Linked DNA regions of Danio rerio: region 1 is linked to region 2. A link is a contact called in public Hi-C data. All regions are on one chromosome and are shown on one strand. The core of a region is the stretch at or near the end of the contact, and the rest is flanking DNA. Distances in the headings are between cores, read along the strand shown. Region 1 overlaps tnksa (tankyrase, TRF1-interacting ankyrin-related ADP-ribose polymerase a). Region 2 holds the start of tnksa (tankyrase, TRF1-interacting ankyrin-related ADP-ribose polymerase a).

Region 1 (4,289 bases), core at 1,216-3,715, 130 kb before region 2:
CAAGTCCTCAAACCATACACAACAACTGAAACAAATCTTAAATGTACTTACAGGCTGCTGGTCTAGATGCTGATAAAGTGCTTCTCCTGCCGACTAATGCTAGCGTGCTCGCTATATAGTGGTTACCTGGCGTTTGGACACGCCTCCCGAGTCAAAACAAGGGCCGAAACTGAGGCGGACGACGCGAAACCGCGTTTGCGTTCGCTACACAAGCTCTTATAGTAACCAAGGAAACAGTGGCTAAACAACTTCTAGTATTATACACAACTGAAAGCAAGTTTAAATGTCCTACAACTTTACACAAACAGCTGGAAACAAGTCCTCAAACCATACACAACAACTGAAACAAATCTTAAATGTACTTACAGGCTGCTGGTCTAGATGCTGATAAAGTGCTTAAAGGTTAAAGTGAAAGCAACCTACTGCTTACAAAAAGACCTTTAAAAAATATGGAGCTCTTGAAAGCAGCAGAGCTGTGGGTGCATGAGCATTGCTTTTTGTTCAGTCTACTTAAAAGAGAACTAACTGCACCAGCTACTGTCCAGGCATGATTGCTTCACGCAAGGAACTGTTTCTTTTTGAAAATTTTAAACATTCACCCGCATCACATAACCTGAAATCAGCCTTGACACTGAAGCCCTGATCGATGCTTCAGGATAGCCTGTGTGTAACCATGCACGTAATCATCCTCTCATCCGGGATCCACCTGCTTTCTTTTGTTTATGCGAATCCAGTTAATATTGCCATCTCTTATGCTTATCCCTCATTGGCCGATCCTTATTGTTGAACTTTTGAGCTTTTTAACAAAACTACAATTTAAAAAAGATCTTCAACCAGCCAAACTTAGAAATAAATTTATATATAAACAAAAAAAAAAAAAAAAGAAATGAATGGAAACATAAAAACAATTAAAGCTGACTCAATAAACCAAAAGTTGATTAAATTAATAAATACTTCAACAACAGCAATAATTAAATCCCTATCCCTGCTAAAACTTTCAGCCAGTTCATTAATGCTCCCAGAATTCAACTTGTTTCTCTTGAGCTGATTTCAGTAGCCTCGGCATCGGTCTACTGGACTCCCATCAACCAGAAAACCTCATCCATTCCAATCTTCCAAACTCAATTCAGCTCAGTTAATTAAAAGCTCTTTAGCCAGCGATACTGAATATGCACGTCTCCTCCTGATCACAATTCCATTTATTACTCAGCGCAAGTTAACTGGAAGTCTGTTTTTCATTTTGTTATGCTCCAGCTGAGCTAAAAGACACTCAATCTGGCATGTCGACCTTTGACACTCAACAAGCCGCCGCTGAACTTTATCCAAACCGACCGGACACTGCTTTTTTCAAGCTTAGTCGTCTTCCTCCAGACATACAGCACTGCCTACAGGAGCGTCACTAATTAAAGGCCTCAACATTACAGGCTCATCGTTAGACCTCTAATAATGCACAAACCCCAGCTTTGAGAAGCTCACTAATGAGAACACGCTCTCTGTCTCATCAAATGCTGCTTCTTCAGGATCTACAAGCACTTTGAGTCTTGTTTCTCCTCTTACACTTCATGAGCGGTGTCATCTTTCTGACTGCACTTGCTCTTCTTTAGTTATACATTTAGTTTTATTCTCATTAACACAGTGATGAACATTAGGATCACGGTGAAGAAAAACGCTGCGCTGTGGATGCAGTGTTAGGATGTTGCTAGGTGTCTGCAGTTTTTCAAACATGAGAGAAAGAATAGGCTGCATCAGCAAAATATTAATGAGCAAAAACTTGGTGAATTTTTTTGAATGAGACAATTACTGTGCATTATACAATTTTTTAAATAAATTAAAAGTCTATATTTTTAATAAATTAAAATACTAAACATAATTTCACATAATTTAAATTTTGCAGTAAATGTAATTAATATAATATAATATAATATAATATAATATAATATAATTTAATGCAGAAAAACTAAATATAATATAGTTTACACATGAATAAAATACATTCAAATAAATAAAAAAAATAAATAATAATAAAATAAAACATTGAATAAAATAACATAGAAAAAAAATAATACATTAAATAAAATAAAATAGGAAAAATAAATCAAAGTAAAATTAAATTAAATAACAAAACAAATAAATAAATAAATAAACCATCAGGATTCTCAACCCAGAGATCTGTAATGTCAGTCAGAATCAATGTTTGCCTCTAATGACAGACAGCAGACATGCAGCATGTTTTCTACACTGGGGTCACGTTCATGTCAGCCCACAGGTACCATGAAATGCCTGATCTGGAGTAAAATCATGCGTATGTCTCTCTGCCTGATGGTTAAGGCCTTCACGCACCTGCTGCTGGCCTGCTCCAGCAAGATAAGTGGACTGACCAGATCGCTCTGTCCATCTGTTCAGTGACATCAGCTGATCTGTGCTGTCCTGCACGCAGCACGAGTCCTGCTCTGAGTCACTGGCACGGCTGTGCTGTTGTGCAAATGATGATCCTGAAGCAAGGCTTTATTGCTCTCAATCTGTTTAACACACTCAGCCTACCGGAGAAGGTTTTCTGACTGTACAAGAGACTCACGATTGTTTTCAAGACTACTGTTATTATTTTTTTATTACATGTATTGGCACATTCCAGTGAAATTTAATTGGGGATTTTGCAATGCATTTGAAAGAAGCAATTCTGTTCACCAAGGCTGTTTGTTTGATTAGAAAGACAGAAAAACATTAGCATTATAAAATATTTTCAATGTACATTCAAATGCATTCTTTCAGTATAAGAAAGCTCACAATGATAGCATTATGTGTGTGTGTGTGTGTGTGTGTGTTTGTGAGTGTGTGTGTGTGAGTGTGTGAGTGTGTGTGTGTGTGTGTGTGTGTGTGTGTGTGTGTGTGTGTGTGTGTGTGTGTGTGTAAAAATCATTGAAAAAATTGTTTAAAAAAATCTAGCTATAACTGTGCATATTATTATTATAAAATTCAAATGTATATGCAGTTAATGTATGGTACAATCAGTAGTGCATTACAATTTTCAGTTACTCCCCAAAAAAGTAACTAATTGTGTTACTTTGTTACTTTTTATGGAAAGTAATGCATTATAATATTACATTCGAGTTACTCTTGCATTATTTTTCCTCACCTGCCTGAGGTTTGATCTCTTTCCGAACTAAAAAAGCAGGTGTTTTTTCACCTTTTTGTTTATAGAGAAGCTCTGCATTTAACAACCACCTATATAACCTACACCTAATTTTTCCTTTAAAAAATGTAGGACATAATTCCATTTTGAAAACTTTCTGAGCCCAGAGCTATACATGCTGTATATACAGATTCACGAAAGCATGTAAAGTAATGTGTTTGCTACTTTTGAATGTTTTGTGTAATTAGTTAAGTAAATTCACTGTCCATTGAGATAAAGATTGCAATAAGGCCTAAGAGTACTAACGTGAAATCATTTATATTAAGGCAAAAACTGATTTTAAACCTTTAAAATGACTAATAACAAAATGAACAGTTAGACGATAAAAAAAATCCCCAAGTCAAAATAAATCTTTGAGCTTTAGATATTGAATAAATTTCTTCATGTGGCCTTAACAAATGTGTAAATGGCAATCCAAAAGAGAAAACATCTTACTATAATAAACAATGCTTCTACAGTAGACAGTGGCTGCATCTCTTCAACAATAATTTTTTTAAAAACTTTTTTAGTTGAATTAATTGTTTTACCAGGAGAACGTGAACTGATGTCAATCATTTGTTGTTTAGCTGGAGGTATGGTGTGGGTGTAGTGCTTCGCATTTAATTTTATTTATTTTTTTCCGATGTCATGTTTCTTGCAGCTGTCAATAGTCTTACTTACACATAATCTACACATAATCTTTTCTTCGATGAGTTCAAAATAACAAGAATCCATTGCAAAAATGTAAGTCTCCAGTCTGCCATTGTTTCTGTTTCTGACTGTCTAATGATGACGAGCGAATGAATTGTTTGTTTTTAACCGGATCTCCTAAGTGAACCGATAGAACGAGTTGTCATGAAACGGTTTGCATCTTTAGTACTAACATACTGGATACCCCCTCTCACGCGAAATAAACCAAAACCCTGAGCTATTCAGTTACTAGAACAGTACACTGACTCATCTGCTATAAAAAAGAGACCTGATGCTGATGATGAATGCAAACCAACTGTCTGTTCAGTCTCAGCACACTCTCTCATTGAGTGTGTGATTCGACCTGACTAAGGTCATTTTTATTCTGCAATATATTTTGTAAAAGCCAATTAAGCAAGGTAAAAAGTAA
Region 2 (4,225 bases), core at 344-2,843:
TCATAAATGTTTTAACCACTAGGGAGAGTAAACTGAGTCAATTTTTTTTTGGGATGTGAACTATCCTTTGAAAAAGATATCCAGCCATTCATGATCATTAGTTAAGAATTTACAAACAATCACATATACATATAATATTAGCACATGTAACTTTGCAATACATATTTTGTGTGTGTATATATATATATATATATATATATATATATATATATATATATATATATATATATATATAAATAATTTACCTAGCTGAGATTTATAGTAATGTATAAACTATATGTTTATTTATAATCAGATCAAGATTTTCATGAGCTTTAAAAATGAATGATTTTTTTTTTGTTGCTTTGTATTGTTAGTTACAGTGCAATAACTTATGCCCATAACTGTTATTTTTTTTCCTTTAAACAATGTGCTAATACATGTGAATAATAATTTATATCAATAAGTAACATATTGTTCAGTGTGTTAACTATCGTTAGCTGATGGTAACAAATTAATCCCGTTTATAAAGTGCTAATGAATTCACTTATTTTACAGGTTCAGTGACTGCAATAACAGACAACTGTTAGTGGAATATTTGTGACAATTACTTGCAAATAATATTTATTTTCACAAAAGTAACGTTACACAATAATAATAACGCTTCTTCATCACCAAATACTGCACTCATGTTTAAAAGCCAAGTTACACGTGAAGGTGCGGTTTCACTTTATCCAACTATTGTGTGATCCAAAGTAAACTCATTTTGGACATTCGAGAACAAACTGTAACTTCAATATAATGTTTATTACCTGTATCGATCGCCTCTCGATGTGCTGCGGTTCATTCAAGTCTATATGTTGAACTTTATTCACTTTCGGCAGCGCAACAAATGAAAACAAACACGAGCGGACAAACACAGATCGCGGAGTGGTTAACTTTCTACCAACGTTAACGTTAGATGTTAAATTATTGTCCTGTTAACATTAGATAACTTGGCCAAACTCCACTTTATTGCCCCTGTCCCCGTTTTCTTTACCCCCGACTTGTTTATGCAGCGACCTAAAGCTAAAGCGTCTACCTGGCCGCTTCCCAAGTCGAGATTGATTGCAAACACGTAACGTTAAGTATTTGTGTTTACCTGCAGCGAAGTGAAGCGGGGTGGACTTGCGCCCGGCCATGTCCTTCGCGTTTACATTGACCGAATCCACCAGTCTCTTCACCCGAGACACGTCCCCATTCCTGCAGGCCTCAAACAGCTCCCTGAAAGCCCCACTCGTCCCGCAGCCGCTGCCTCCAGGACTGGCACTACCGGAGTCGGGAGTGGAGCCCGCACTACTGCCCCCGCCGGTGGTAGATGAGCTAGTGCTGCTCGAGCTGGAGCTGCTGCTGCTGGTGCTGAGGAGCGCAGCGGGGATTTCAGCACTGAGCTCCGGATCCCCGATGCTTTCTGCCTCCCCGCCAGCCGCTAAACCGCCGGTGTCGGTGGGCGATTCTGGAGGTGAGAGGGGACTGGAGTCAGGTCTTTGTGGAGAGGATAAGTTTTGTTGTTGTTGTTGCTGCTGCTGGGCAGTGCGACGAGACGTCGCCATTTTCGCACACAAATCCCCCTCTGGCAGTGAATATAGTCGGGGAGAACTTCCGGGAAGTGTCATAGTAAAACTTCCGCTTTCAGACAAGTGGAAAACTGGATTCAGTTTATCTTTTTCTTATTGTTGCACAGATGTTTAACAATATTGTTAAATCAAATGAACTATAAGAGATTTAAATTGGAAGAGGAAGGGTACTGATAAGTCAAGTAGCAGATGACACTGCGCTCTTGAGTCTTTCTTAAAAAAATGCTTCTCAAATCCAGTCAGCCATCGAAATTACAGAATTCTTTAAGTGCCTCGGGCCCTTTATTAATCTGGGGTCGCCACAGCAGAATGTACCGCCAACTTATCAAGCATATGTTTTTACGTAGCTGCAACTCATCAATGGGAAACGTGCAAACACACTCTTTCACACTCATACACTATCATGTCTTAGGACTGTGGGGGAAACCAGGGACAACATACAAACTCCACACAGAAACGCCAACTGACCCAGCAGAGGCTCAAACCAGCAACCTTGCTGTGAGGCAACAGCACTATACTGCGCCACCACGTCGCCCCTAAGTGTGAATTGTTTGCCTTAAAGAGTTGTTATGATAAATCCGTCTGTAATATTCTTATAAAGGATATCCCGAGCTATTTAGGAATAGCGATTTAAAAAAAAAAAATTCTCACTAAATCTCACAAAATTTCAATCCGATTATCAAAAAAGTCCAAAACAGGTTTAACATCTGCTTTGTTGGCTAAAGCAGAGAGTATCTATAGACTTAATTATGTTGCGTCCACAATTCATTCAGATTCTAAAATTAATAAGATAATTGATCAAACAATGTTAAACTTTCTTTGGAAAACCGTGTGCATTAAAAAGAAATCTGTGATAGTCAACTCATATAGGAATGGAGGTCTTGAATATTTAGGTTTTTCTATTTAAAAAAATACTTTGAAGATTAACTGGCTAAAGTACCTGAAAAATCTGTCTTCAATGTGGAACATAGTTTCTAGTAGAATTTTTGACCAGCTTGGTGTTTTTTATTTGCTTCATTTTGTTTTTCATTTAGCAAAAAGAATAACAATAAGAACATGCATCTACTAGTACTAAAAGAACTGGTCAGTAAATTATATCTAAATTTATAAATGATAAAGTGCTGTCAAATTTTCTTTTACTGTATGAATATGTTATTTTTTTTTTAACTATGAAAAGAAGTTGGAAAATGAAGCTTATGTTATTACTCTTTTGATTATACCACGTTTCACATCCATCGATGTAAATTTAGCAATCAGAAACCTCTTGTTTTAGTGGTACTTAAAAAACTAAATATTTCTATAAAATACCATTAAGGAGAGTACAAACAAAAAGCTTAAGTTATTGTAAATTAGCAAGCCTAGCAATATTTGTCATTTTTTATTTATTTGTTATTTTATTTTGTTTATCCTATTGAGTTTTTGTACTTTCATATAATTTTATTGTGCTTTTCATATATTTTGTGTACCTTTGGCATTGTTTTGTATGTATTTATTTATTTTTTTTATTGGAAATCTGGATAATTAATATTATCATATTTTTATATTATCATTAAATCAAACAAAGAGATTTACCAAAGTCCTAAGAATTCCCAGCACTGACAATGGTTAATTTCTTCCGAATAAGAAAAATATCTCATGAAAATTAAGGATCCAAATGAGAGTTTTTATCAGAGAATTTTTTCCTTAGTCTAGAGAGTTTACTTATTTAGTTATCTAAACTACTTTTCCATAATGAACCTATTGTGAAAATAAAAGGTTGAAATAGATTTCAAGAGCTTTTAACCACCAGTTGACTGACCCATATACTGTTTTCTGATCTTCTGGACTATGTGTAACTGTTTCTATAGTGCATGTAGCTAAGCTTACATAATATGCATAGCAGACCAACAGCTGTTGCTGAGATGACTATGCATTTAGATCAATGGTCAGACCGGACAGAGGAGCTAAAATAAGCAAAAAGCTTTAATCAGTAAAGTGTTTCATATTTTGTTAAGGAAAATGATTTTTGAAAGACAATAGAAACTTTATTAACTTTTGGCAGCGCAACAATTAAAAACAAACACGAGCAGTCAAATAAAGATTGTTGAGTGGTAACTTTCTACTAACATTAGATATTAAATTATTGTCCTATTCGCCAACTTGACCTAACTTGTAGGCCCATGGTCATACTTGTTAATTCTTGTAGGCCTATATTTATGTGCATTTTTTGTTTTTTTTAGAGGATCAACCTATTTTGGTCTACAAAATCAAATCCAAAGACATGGTTCAAAGTCTGTCTTGTGTCTATAAGCATCTGCTTTTTTAAAAAAAAAAAAAAAGAAAAAATCATAGTTACTCATTTCCTTGACCCTTATTGGGTAACTCAACCATCACTGATCCAATATTGACATAACAAAACAGCAGATTCATCTTCCCTAACTGTCTGTTTTAGTTGTTGCTACAATATTTATCATAGGCTAGTGAAAGTGATGACCTCACCGCTGCACAGGGATGAGTGATTTTTCTCTTATTTAAATAGAAATATATTAAGTTATCTGAGCTGATATTGTACTAAATGGATATTGGCAGTTCACCTTTAATGGATTTGAAACGTTTGATGACAGTTATGCAATGACAATGTTTGCATGAGA

The links. A called contact is a pair of places that touch in the nucleus more often than the background predicts.
Region 1: a contact with region 2 is called in a Hi-C map of an unstated tissue, with 2.3 times the contacts expected there. The contact joins the enhancer-like site here to the promoter of tnksa in region 2. A contact is called at or near these places in 1 of 18 Hi-C or Micro-C datasets (an unstated tissue) and 1 of 4 datasets of contacts at active chromatin or transcription factors (gastrula embryo).

Annotation. Positions count from the first base shown.
Region 1 is chr21:21,402,622-21,406,910 of GRCz12tu, reverse strand. All of the region lies in intron 14 of tnksa (tankyrase, TRF1-interacting ankyrin-related ADP-ribose polymerase a), which reads right to left. Among named protein-coding and RNA genes, the nearest start is that of dusp4, 49 kb to the left of the region's middle. Within about 2 kb of position 2,465, at least 11 of the 62 cell types and tissues checked have an H3K27ac peak or open chromatin away from gene starts, as enhancers often do.
Region 2 is chr21:21,267,422-21,271,646 of GRCz12tu, reverse strand. It overlaps tnksa (tankyrase, TRF1-interacting ankyrin-related ADP-ribose polymerase a), which reads right to left and starts at 1,593. Exons shown (of 26, transcript XR_012396729.1): 1 at 1,121-1,593.